Linked DNA regions of Mus musculus: region 1 is linked to region 2. A link is a contact called in public HiCAR-type data. All regions are on one chromosome and are shown on one strand. Each heading gives the region's core, a stretch centred on a gene start, on an enhancer-like site or on the middle of the called end of the contact. The rest is flanking DNA. Distances are from core to core; before and after follow the strand shown. Region 1 holds the start of Ip6k1 (inositol hexaphosphate kinase 1). Region 2 holds the start of Dhx30 (DEAH (Asp-Glu-Ala-His) box polypeptide 30).

Region 1 (5,255 bases), core at 350-2,849, 2.1 Mb before region 2:
GCCTCTGCCTCCCAAGTGCTGTGCCTAAAGGCGTGAGCCACCATGGCCCAGCTATTTTCAAGTTATCTCAGTCGTTCCTCTCCTGTCAGCTCTGTGGGCCTAAACCCTATCAGAAAATTGGATAATCTCCATTTTGGAGCAGTTATGGCACCCTAAGTCCAGGAAGAATATGAATGCCCTCTGTGAGGGGAAAAATGACCTGGGCTTTATTATTTTAGAGTCAGGGTCTCATGATGTAGCCCTGGCTGGCCTAGAACACACTATGTAGACCAGGCTATCCTCAAAGTCAAGAGATTGGCTTGCTTCTGCCCCTCAAGAGATTGAAGGTGTATACTGCCATGCTCTGCCTAAGAAAAACTCTAAAAATTAGTTTTATATGTATGTGTGTCTGTATGAATATATGCCACATGTGTGCTGGTGCCCATGAAGAGGGTGTTAGACCCCCCATAAAGCTTTGAGCTGGGTGATGTGGGTGCTAGGAACAGAACCCAGGTTCTCTGTGAGAACAGCAAGTACTCTTAACCACTGAACCATCTCTCTTAATGGGGTGTCTATCAAAAGAAGAGTGTTAGAGACTTCAGTTTCAGCAGCCTGAGCGGCTATAAGTGTTTTTTCCTGAGTACTTGGCTTACTCTAAGAGCTTATTAAGTCTGTTTCTTGTTCATCTTCATTTTATAGACAGAGCAACTAAAGAGAAGCTAAAGCTCAAAGTTCTCAGAGTTAGGGCGTTTTGGTGTGGGACCAGGTGCTGTGATGTATCCTAACCTTGAAGCCAAAAGCCCCGGGTTAGGTGTCTACTTATGGAGAACAAGGGATGGTCATTTTCGGACTCATAGTTTGCCTTGGAGATAGATCATGATAGCCAAGGGCAAAAAGACACTGTGTCACAGGAACTTAACGGTGCTCTGAGGCAAATAAGAGCGATCACTATGTGCTGAGACTTGAGCTGGTTGCAGATTGAATTCTTATGCAAAATAAGCCGGGGAAAGGGGAAGCCGAAATCGAAGAGGTAGCACAGACGGCTGTGCCTCGGGACTGGTGAGAGACAACGCTGGGAGACGCTTAGAAAACACTAACTCCGGAGCTAGAAGAGTAGAAGGACCCATCGCCACCACTTCCTAAGACTGTGTGACCTTGGCTCAGGCTCTTTTCTGCGCCTCAGTTTCCTCACCAGTTAACTAGGGACGATCCCAAGCACAGAGGCAGGGGACAAAGCAAATACCGTACCTATGACATTCCCTAAGTGTGTGCGAGAGGATGATAAACGCTGCCAGCTCAAAACCGAAACGATTGCGCAGGTGAGAAAACGAAGGGCTCTCCAGCATCACCCCCATCGCTGCTAAAAGCTCCACTGCTAGCAAACCTGAGAATGGCGCGCATGCGTCAATTCCTGCCGTCACAGTCACGTGCCCCAGGCATTCTGCACGAGAGGCACGCCCTGACTGACGGAACAGTTGACGAATCAACGCGAAGAACTCCTTCAGGCGTCCCAAGAAGAGGCTATTGATTGGAGATAACCTCAGTTAGGGGCGGGTTCTTTGCTGTCCTTGGTTACTATGACGCCCGGCCCCCGCCCCCTCGGCTGGCCGCCATCTTGTTGTTGATCCGTACCCAGTGGGCAGCGCCAGGAGCTGGACCGAGCGGCCGGTGAGGGGCCGCTGCTGCGGGGCTCAGCCACCAGCGCCGCCTGCCAGGGGGGCGGGCCGAGACCTGGAGGCCCGGGGGGCCCAGCTCCCGTGGGGAGCCTTGGGCGCCCGCTGCCCGAGTCGGGCCGGTGAGTGACAGGAGTCGGGCCAAAAGACCCGCCCGACACCCACGGCGAGGGTGGCGGCGGGCGCGGGGTTGTTGCTGGCGCGCGTAGGTAGGGTCGGGACTTGGGGCGAGCATCACTGGAACATCATTCCAGCATCCTGGTTGGCCTTCCGCCGAGCCTCCCAGATGTTGACACGGAGGCTGGGTGGGCAGCCCGGGTGGAGGTCGGAGAGCCCTGAGCCCTGGGACCGGCCGGCGGGGTACCGGGAAACCTGCCTTTCAGACCGAATCCCTGGGTGCCTGAGAGCCGGCGTGCTGAGACGTGGTTGCTGCCAGCTCGTTCTCCCGGCCGTAACGTTCCTCCAAATCAGCGATAAACGTTACGTCGCTCTTAAGATTTCATACTCCTGCGAGTAAATTTTCAGGCCGCTTGAGACTAAGATGAGACGAAACAGGCCTAAAATGCCTTCTGAGCCAAGGAGGGTGGTATCGGGGCCCTGTGCTTTTGGTAGGGCTATGATCCTCTGCCTGGCATCACCGAGATCCCTCGGCGTCTTCCGTGCTCTTCAGGGCTCACTGTTTACTGCTTCTTGAAGAACCTAGCTAAATGTCCACAGTGGCAGAGTTTTATTTGGGGTATAAGTTGTTTGGTGCTCGACTTGGAGTATGTGGTTTAGGAGGATAAGGATGATGATGATTTGATTAATTTTGTCTCTTAAAGAGACAGTCCGTTAGGAGACGTAGGAGTGTTGGGACTATTAAAAACAAAAACTGAACTAGGGTATGGGAGCTCATGCACTAGGCTGAAGGAGGAGGATTGCCATGGGTTGCGGGCGGGCCAGGCAGAGCTACCTAGCAAGACCCTGTCTGCAGACAAAAGCAGAGCTGAAAGCTGTTGATGCTTGATGAAAACAGCGAGTCAAGCTTAGAGTCAAGATGGAGGCGGGGCTGGCAATCCCCAAAAGAGTATGCAGCTCTAGAAAGGGTCCTGGCTGCTGTAAATCACATTTTTACCCAGGGTCCCTTAGGTTCGCCACACAGGTGTCTTGTATGTTGTCGTCATATGAAACCCACAAAAGACGATTAAGGAGGCCAAGCAGGAGGTGTGCTCGTAATGTCTGTTAGGATCATGCCTCCTCTGAACGTTTAATTTTGGGAGAAACCAGCACCCTGGGCTGGAGATGATACCTTTGGGAGACTGGGCTGAATGCAGCCGGCCGAGGCAGCAAGTTGTGAGGAGAGGGGACTTGAGTAGTATTTATGCATTTCATTGCCCTTTCATCTTTTGAATGACTAATAAAATTTTAGCCTTGGTGAAATAAGTTTCTTGGATAGTTATTAAGGGAGAGAGATGCTAAAGTCTGAATTGCCCCACGACCAGCTCCTAATGCTTCTTTGGGGGGGCTGGGGGGATTAAATGATCCACAGGGTTACTTACATTTTTGCTCTTTTCTGCTAAAATAGCAAACTCTAATCCTCTTACTTCATTTTGGGTATTGGATTTCTTAGTGATATAGAAGGAGACTATTAATCAAGTTGGCAGCATTGACTAATGTGTACAGTCTTAGGGAGTTCAAGTGCCCATTAAAGTTTCTCCTTGGTCTAAGCCTATCTTAGGACTGCTGTCCCAAGAAAATAAAAATACAGGAGAACTTTTCACTCTTATAATGCTTTTATTAGCTCATGAATATGAATACAGCATCATGCTAGATTCAACGGTTATCCAAAGACAATAGCATCATTTCTGTGATGGGTATTTTAAGTACTGCATCTTGAAGACCATTACTATAGTAGTGGGTCCTGTCTCTGTCTTTGCATAATTCATTTGTAAACTTGAGCACTTATTCAGCACTCTAGGTTATTTTGGATGGTTCTCCTTGTGTATCATAGGCTGTTCTGGAAACTCAAGAGTCACTGTCATCCTTACTTTAGGTGTACACTTAGCAGGCTGCCTGGCCCAGCTCCCCCTCCCTCCCTCCCTCCCTCCTCCCTTTCCCTTTCCTCTGTCAGCCTCCCCACTCCTGGCCCCTTCTTTCTCTGTTTTTCAGACAGTGTCTTTCCATATCTCTGACTGACCTGGAACTCACTCTGTAGACCAGGCTGGCCTTGAAATCACAGAGATCTACCTGCCTCTGCCTCCCAAGTGCTGGGATTAAAGGCGCGGGCTGATTTAGCACTTTTAAACTATTAACAGCTAGAGATCAGAGATGGTGGTTATTCTACACTGATCAGAAGTCTACACAGGTACAGGCTGCAGAGACAAGCAGATCTCTGAGTTTGAGGCCACCATAGTCTACAAATTGAATTCTATGACACCAGGGCTACACAGAGAAACCCTGTCTCAAGAAAAAGGAAAAGAAGAGAAAGAAACAGGATTATAAGATGAGCTCTGATTTCCTGATGAGCATCCAAAGAGTTGCTGCCCTGCAGCCCCAGCCTATGTCCCCAGGCTTTATCCTTAGCACCCACTGACTGAATAGCTTGCTCAGCATTCCATATGTATTTTGCTCCCCAGTTCCTCTTGCCAGCTGAGTGTCTCGACCTTTGTCCTTGTTCAGGATTCTGTCACTTCTGTCACTTTACCTCCATCGCTTATCTCCAGAGTCCAGTTCAGGTTCTCCCTAGCTTTATAAAACATCTTTCAAACATTTAGATTCCTGGAGAATATTCCACTCCCTTTGAATAGCAAACCATTAAAGCCGCTTAAGCAACAGAGTAGGATTTGATGTATTTTTACTGTGTGTGGATGTGCCAGTGCTGTGCATGTGTGTGTGCGAGCCTGTGCATACACATGTCACAATGTGTCAAAGTCAGAGGACAACTTCTCCTGCCATAGGTTTTAGAGATACAACTTTATTGTCTTGTTAGTGTGGTAGCACCCTTATCCCCTGAGCCCTTTACCAGTGATGTTTTGTTTTTTGAGACAGACTGTCCCTGTATAGTCTAGGCAGGTCACCAGCTTGTGTTGTAATCCAGGTTGACATCTAACTCTTGATCTTATTTCTTCAACCACCTAAGTGCTAGGATTATACATGTGTACAATCACAACCAGTTTGATATTTGCTTGCTTTATTTATTTATTTATTTATTTTTCACTTTAATGGGTGGTTTACCTGAATGTACATCTGTATACCTTATGCAAGTACCTATCCATAGAAGTAGGAAGAGGGTTTTGGTTCCTCCAGAACTATAGTTACAGTTATAAGCTACTATGTGGGTGCTGAGAATTGTGCCTGGGTCCTCTAGAAGAGCAGTAATGACTGAGCAATCTCTCCAGTCCAATAACTTTTGGAGCTGGGTAATGGTGGTGCTTGCCTTTAATCCCAGAGGCAAAGGCAGGCAGATCTCTTGAGTTTGAGGCCAGTCTGGTCTGTAGAGAAATGTTCCACAGAGAAACCCTGTCTTGAAAAACCAAAACCCAAAACTTTTGGAGTCAGGCATAGTAGCCTACTCCTGTAATACAAGTTTTTGGGAGGCAGAGGCAGAAGGATCACCATGAGTTC
Region 2 (5,009 bases), core at 1,307-3,806:
ACAGACAGGAGTCACCATGCCCAGCAGAGTTTTGCTTTTAAAGTCTCTGGATCCTCTCTTGTCAACAAAGTTTCATATACCACAGTCTTTTCCTGTCTTCATCTCAAAAAATATGAGATTCAAGATATCAAATCATTTCATTTTATCGTGTTCTAGAACATTTCACAGAGATCCAAAAGAAACGTGCTTCTCTTATAATGTGGTAATGTTTTTAAAAAAATATTTGATTCAATCAAATATAATTTATAGAGATACATAAAATTCTAATAAGTCAAAATTTCTTGTGAGGAAACACAACTTCTAGTAGATTGCTTACAGGATGTCTTCAAGCCAGTAACAATGAACGCTATTCCTAAGGGGGCTACATGCTTTATGGTGTGGAAGAGCAAAACGCACACCGTGGCTCTATGAGCAGGGCTAAGTCACCTTACCTTATAAAAGCAGGGAGGGGCTCTGATTTTGCAGGCTTTTAAACTGGAGCTGAATTCTCTCCTTGCTATTCCTCATCACGAGGCTGGGCCTCCTGGAAAATAACAAGGTAAGGTCACTGGACTGGCAACCTTCACTCAGAGGCAAAACTATACCAATCATAGACATCAATGTACTAACTTTAAAAAGGTTTAACACAATAGCCTCACTCAAGAGGCCCCTGACCAGTTCTAGACCCACCAAATGTGAACTGTGCCACAGAGCATCCCTAAGAAAATGTTAAGAATCGCTTCTCGGCCTTTTGGCTAAGATCAAGTGAAGGAAATGTTAAGAACATTTTCTCCAAGCTCAGAGCAAAAGCCCCTTTGCTTTTCTAATCCCATAATGGCTATAATACCAATCTATCTAAAATGATACTTCCAGACTGGGAAAATTATACCCTCAAAATTCTCAAAAACATTTTTACAGTTTACAAAGAACGCCCATAGACTTGACCTCATGTAATCCCTGAAGCTAGCCTATGAAGAACATTCTCTCCCGGAGAAAGAAACTGAAGCACAGATATCTAATTTACCCAGGATCCCATAGCATCAGGACCGAATGAACTCTGACCCCATGGTTTACACGTTTCTATTACACGACTTTTCTTACATATCAACCTGTATTCTGCATATATCATGTTCATTTTTTGAAAGAATAAGTGGGGTCCAAAACTGGATAAAACTTTTTGGACTATAGCTTCATAAATTAAAATATTGAAAAGTTTGATCTTTGGGTGTCAGGTGGGGTACACCTACATAGAAACTTTGTCAAAGAATATATAAATGTAGAAGTAAAAAGCATTATCATAAATCTAAATAATAATATATAATAAAATCAGGAAAGAGTTCTCCTGCCTGGAAATGTCAGACTCTGAGATTTAAGTATAAATTATAAGATGTAGTCAAGAGGTGCATGGCACATGGCGCTGGGGTCACTGCATTCCAAGAAACCGTTGCAAGGAAAATCATTAGAAAAGGTGTAATTTTACTCTGGCCAGTAGGTTGCATCCAAAAACAAGTTGAGACCTTGCAGCTGGACGGCAGCAGTTTATTTGCTACCATGCATGGCGAACACCCATGAACTGGGGGTTGTAAGGTGAACAGTCTCTGCATTGGAAAGCCGCAATTAAAAGACCAATATTGCTTACACAAGGACTATCTAGAAAGCACATAGACGCTGTACTCTTGGCTTGAGGATTCTGAAGACCCCTGGGAACTCCACTTCACTGCAAACAAAGGACCCACCATGCATTAGGTCTTCCCCTGCAAAATGGGACAAGTCACTACCAGCAAACAAAGAACACCTCACCCCTTAGCCTCCCCCACTGACAAGGTCGGTGCAAAAGGAGGCAAACCAGAAGAGTCAAAAATGCACCAAGGCCTCCCTTTAGAGGAACGGTCCTGACCCGCACAGTGGGAGGAGGGGCAGACAAAGGTCTCGGGCACTCCGGAGACTTCCTCCGGGCCCAGCCTGGGGAAAACCGAGCATCCCCTGAGGCGAAGGCGTCGTCGAGCCAATGAAGCCGCCTCTCTCGGCCTCCGCTGAGCCCCTGGCAGTGAGGCCCGCCCCGGCGGACCGGTCTGGCCCCCGCCCCGCCCCGGCTCCATGGCAACGGCAGGCCGAGGCCTGGCTGCCCACGGCTCGGCCCGGCCGGCTTCCCGGGCAGGCCTAGGATGCCCGGCCTGCTCCTCGGGCTCGCCAGCTCCTCCTTCCCACTCTCTGCCAGGCCGCTAGCCGGACTCGGGACCCCTCCTCGCGCCGACCACCCCCGACCGTGTCAGGCTGCTTCAAGGGGCGCGAAAGGGTAGAATAAAAAGCCCAATTCACCTGTTGTTACAGATGTGAAACAAGCCTCGGTGCACGGCGCATGAGCCGCGGGCCCCCCCAACTACGGCCGGACTACAACTCCCACCAGCGACGGCGCGGTCTCTTCCGGGTCCCGAGGCGGAAGTCCCACCTGCGGCCCCGGCTCTGTTCGGCCTGGCTCTCTGTGCGGGCTGCCGCTGCCTTGGGGCTCGCGATGGGTTCGGCTGCCTAGGTTGTCTCTAGTGTTCCTCAGCCCACAGCGCGAGACAGTCAGTCTGCGCCTGCACCCGGGCACTGGCTGGAGGGAGCGCGGCTGTAGCCCCAGACACAGGCGGGACTTCCGGCGGAGCGGCCGGGGACGCGCGTGGCCTGTGCCGTGGGAGCCGGCGAGAGCCGGCGGGAGCTGGGGACGGGTGACCATCTCAGGCTCATCTCTCCATCCCCAGCCGCAGCTCTGTGTCCGTCGCGCCTTTTCTCTCCTGCGTCTCCCCTTGGTCTTCTGCACTTTTAGGGAGGTGAGCGATTTTGCCTCACAGAGACATAAACCAGGCAAAGGACAGGGTAGCGCTTGCTGCTGGCTTCGGGGGGTTGTGGTGAGGGACGACTGCGAGTCTAGGCCACATCGACACTCAGGAGCGAGGGGAGGGGGTTTGCCTGTTTGTCCTCTGAACAGAGTGAAGCATGGGTTCAATGAAATCCGCCGTCGATAAAGGAAACTCAGTGGCGTTGGGCAGTAGTTCACAGCTGGGAAGACAATATTTGAGGATGTGCCCTTTCGTGATATTTGGAGAACTAATACAATAGCTCGTAATTTAAAACAGACGAAGAAAATTCTATGTGCATGTGTGTGGTACCAAGTGACATGGCATCAGATCCTTGGAAGCTGGAGTTACAGGCTGTTGTCGGCCAGCTGTTATCTTAGGTTTTTTATTGCTGAGGTAAAAATACCACTTCTCACCTTATAGGTGACAACCTGCCACTGAGTAATGTCATATCAGGAATGGAAACAAAAGACATGGAGGAACCCTTGCTTACTGCCTCATGGCTGATACAACAGCCCCAGAATTTACTATCTCCCCAGGGGAGGCACCCTCCCAAAACCTCCACCCTGCCTAAAAGCCAGATTGGTGGGGGCAGTTTCTCAATTGTGGTTCTCTCTACCCAAATGACTATAGCTTGTGTCAAATCAACCAAAACACACACAACAACAAAACTACTAATCAGGCAAGTGTTCATAACCACTGAACCATATCTCCAGTCCGTTTTCCTATGCTATTTTTTGTGCAGCCATTTAAATGTATTGTTAGCTGTGTGCCACAGCACAGGTGACTTCAGCTGGTCCGAAGCTGGAGCAAGACAACTGGGAATTAGAAGCCAACCAGGATTGCATAGCAAGAAATGCTTCTAAACCTAGCATTCTGGAGACAGAGACATGCAGATCTCTGATCTGAAGAGTTCCAGGCCAGTCAGCGCAACATAGACCCTGTTTCAAATGAAGACGGAAAGAAAAGGAAGGAAGGAAAGTATACTAGTTGCTATTTTCCTGCTAGATTGCACAGAAGGCTAGGAGAAATGAAGGAGGTGAAACAAAGAATTGCTTCTTGAAAACAAAACATAGAAATCCCTGCAGTGCCCAACATGTTTGGTACATACTTGGAATCCCTATAGAAACAGGATCTTCAAGGCAAGCTTCATATAGACCAGTTTGAGTTATCCAAGACTGGATCTCGAACAGGCAAACAAATCCTTGTGCTGGTAATTTGAGAGACTGCTATTTATAGGCAGGTATGTAGACAATATGACCCTAGCCTCAGGAAGCCTAGTATCCTAGTAGAAAAGAGGAAAAGGGGGAGCCAAAGGAAAGAGATAAATACTAGAAAGGTGTGACGTGCTAGGGACACAAGAGAAGGCTTGCCCACTGCTGAGTGCTAAGAGTGTTGGTCGAGAAGTATGTCCTGAGACTACAATGGCTCACTATGGCCAACAGATTAAATAAATGTGTAGGCTTTTACAGAAAATAGATCAAAGTTTCTGAGTGTAGTACTGTGTGGATTAACCCCCATTTGCTACAAGTCTGAAGCCAGCCTGGGCTCCATTGAAAGACTGTCCCCACAATGAAGTAGAAAGTGGGTGCTGGAGAGATGGTTCAGCACTTAAGAGCACTTGCTCTTCTAGAAGACCCAAGTTCAATTCCTAGCATCCACATTGAAGCTAACAGCCCTCTGCAGCTCCAGTTCCAAGGAAACTAATTGTTCCTCTATCAGTACTGCCTAGACATAGACATAGTCAGACAAATATTTATACACAGAAAAATATATAAATATATTAAAGTGGACCAGCAAGGCAATCACCAGAGCCCACATAGTAGAAGGAAAGAACCAAATTGGGGTGGGGGGGCTGGAGAGATGGTTCAGTGGATAAGAGCACCATACGGCTCTTCCAGAGGTCCTGAGTTCAATTTCCAGCAACCACATAGTGACTCACTATCAGCTCTAATGGGATCTTATGCCCTTTCCTGATATGTCTGAAGAAAGCTACAGTGTACTCATATAAATACAAATAAATAAATGTTTTTTTTTTAAAAAACCAAATTGGGAAAATTGTCCTTTGATCTCCATATACATGATGTTGTGCTGTGGGGGCCCCACCCACTCACACATCAGGGCTTCTCTGTATAACAGCCTTTGCTGGCCTGAAACTCCCTTTCTACACTAGGCTGGCCTTGAACTCAG

Evidence for each region. HiCAR-type assays count read pairs that join an accessible place to other places.
Region 1: a contact with region 2 is called in a HiCAR-type map of astrocytes, with 2.7 times the contacts expected there. The contact joins the promoter of Ip6k1 here to the promoter of Dhx30 in region 2. A contact is called at or near these places in 3 of 39 promoter capture datasets (liver and maxillary cranial neural crest) and 1 of 115 datasets of contacts at active chromatin or transcription factors (astrocytes).

What each region holds. Positions count from the first base shown.
Region 1 is chr9:108,001,049-108,006,303 of GRCm38.p6, forward strand. Ip6k1 (inositol hexaphosphate kinase 1) reads left to right here and starts at 1,600. Exons shown (of 6, transcript NM_013785.2): 1 at 1,600-1,774. 4930535L15Rik (RIKEN cDNA 4930535L15 gene) reads right to left here and starts at 1,371. Exons shown (of 4, transcript NR_166685.1): 1 at 1,228-1,371.
Region 2 is chr9:110,115,060-110,120,068 of GRCm38.p6, forward strand. Dhx30 (DEAH (Asp-Glu-Ala-His) box polypeptide 30) reads right to left here and starts at 2,557. Exons shown (of 23, transcript NM_001252682.1): 1 at 2,299-2,557; 2 at 432-523; 3 at 1-102. It also overlaps Gm10615.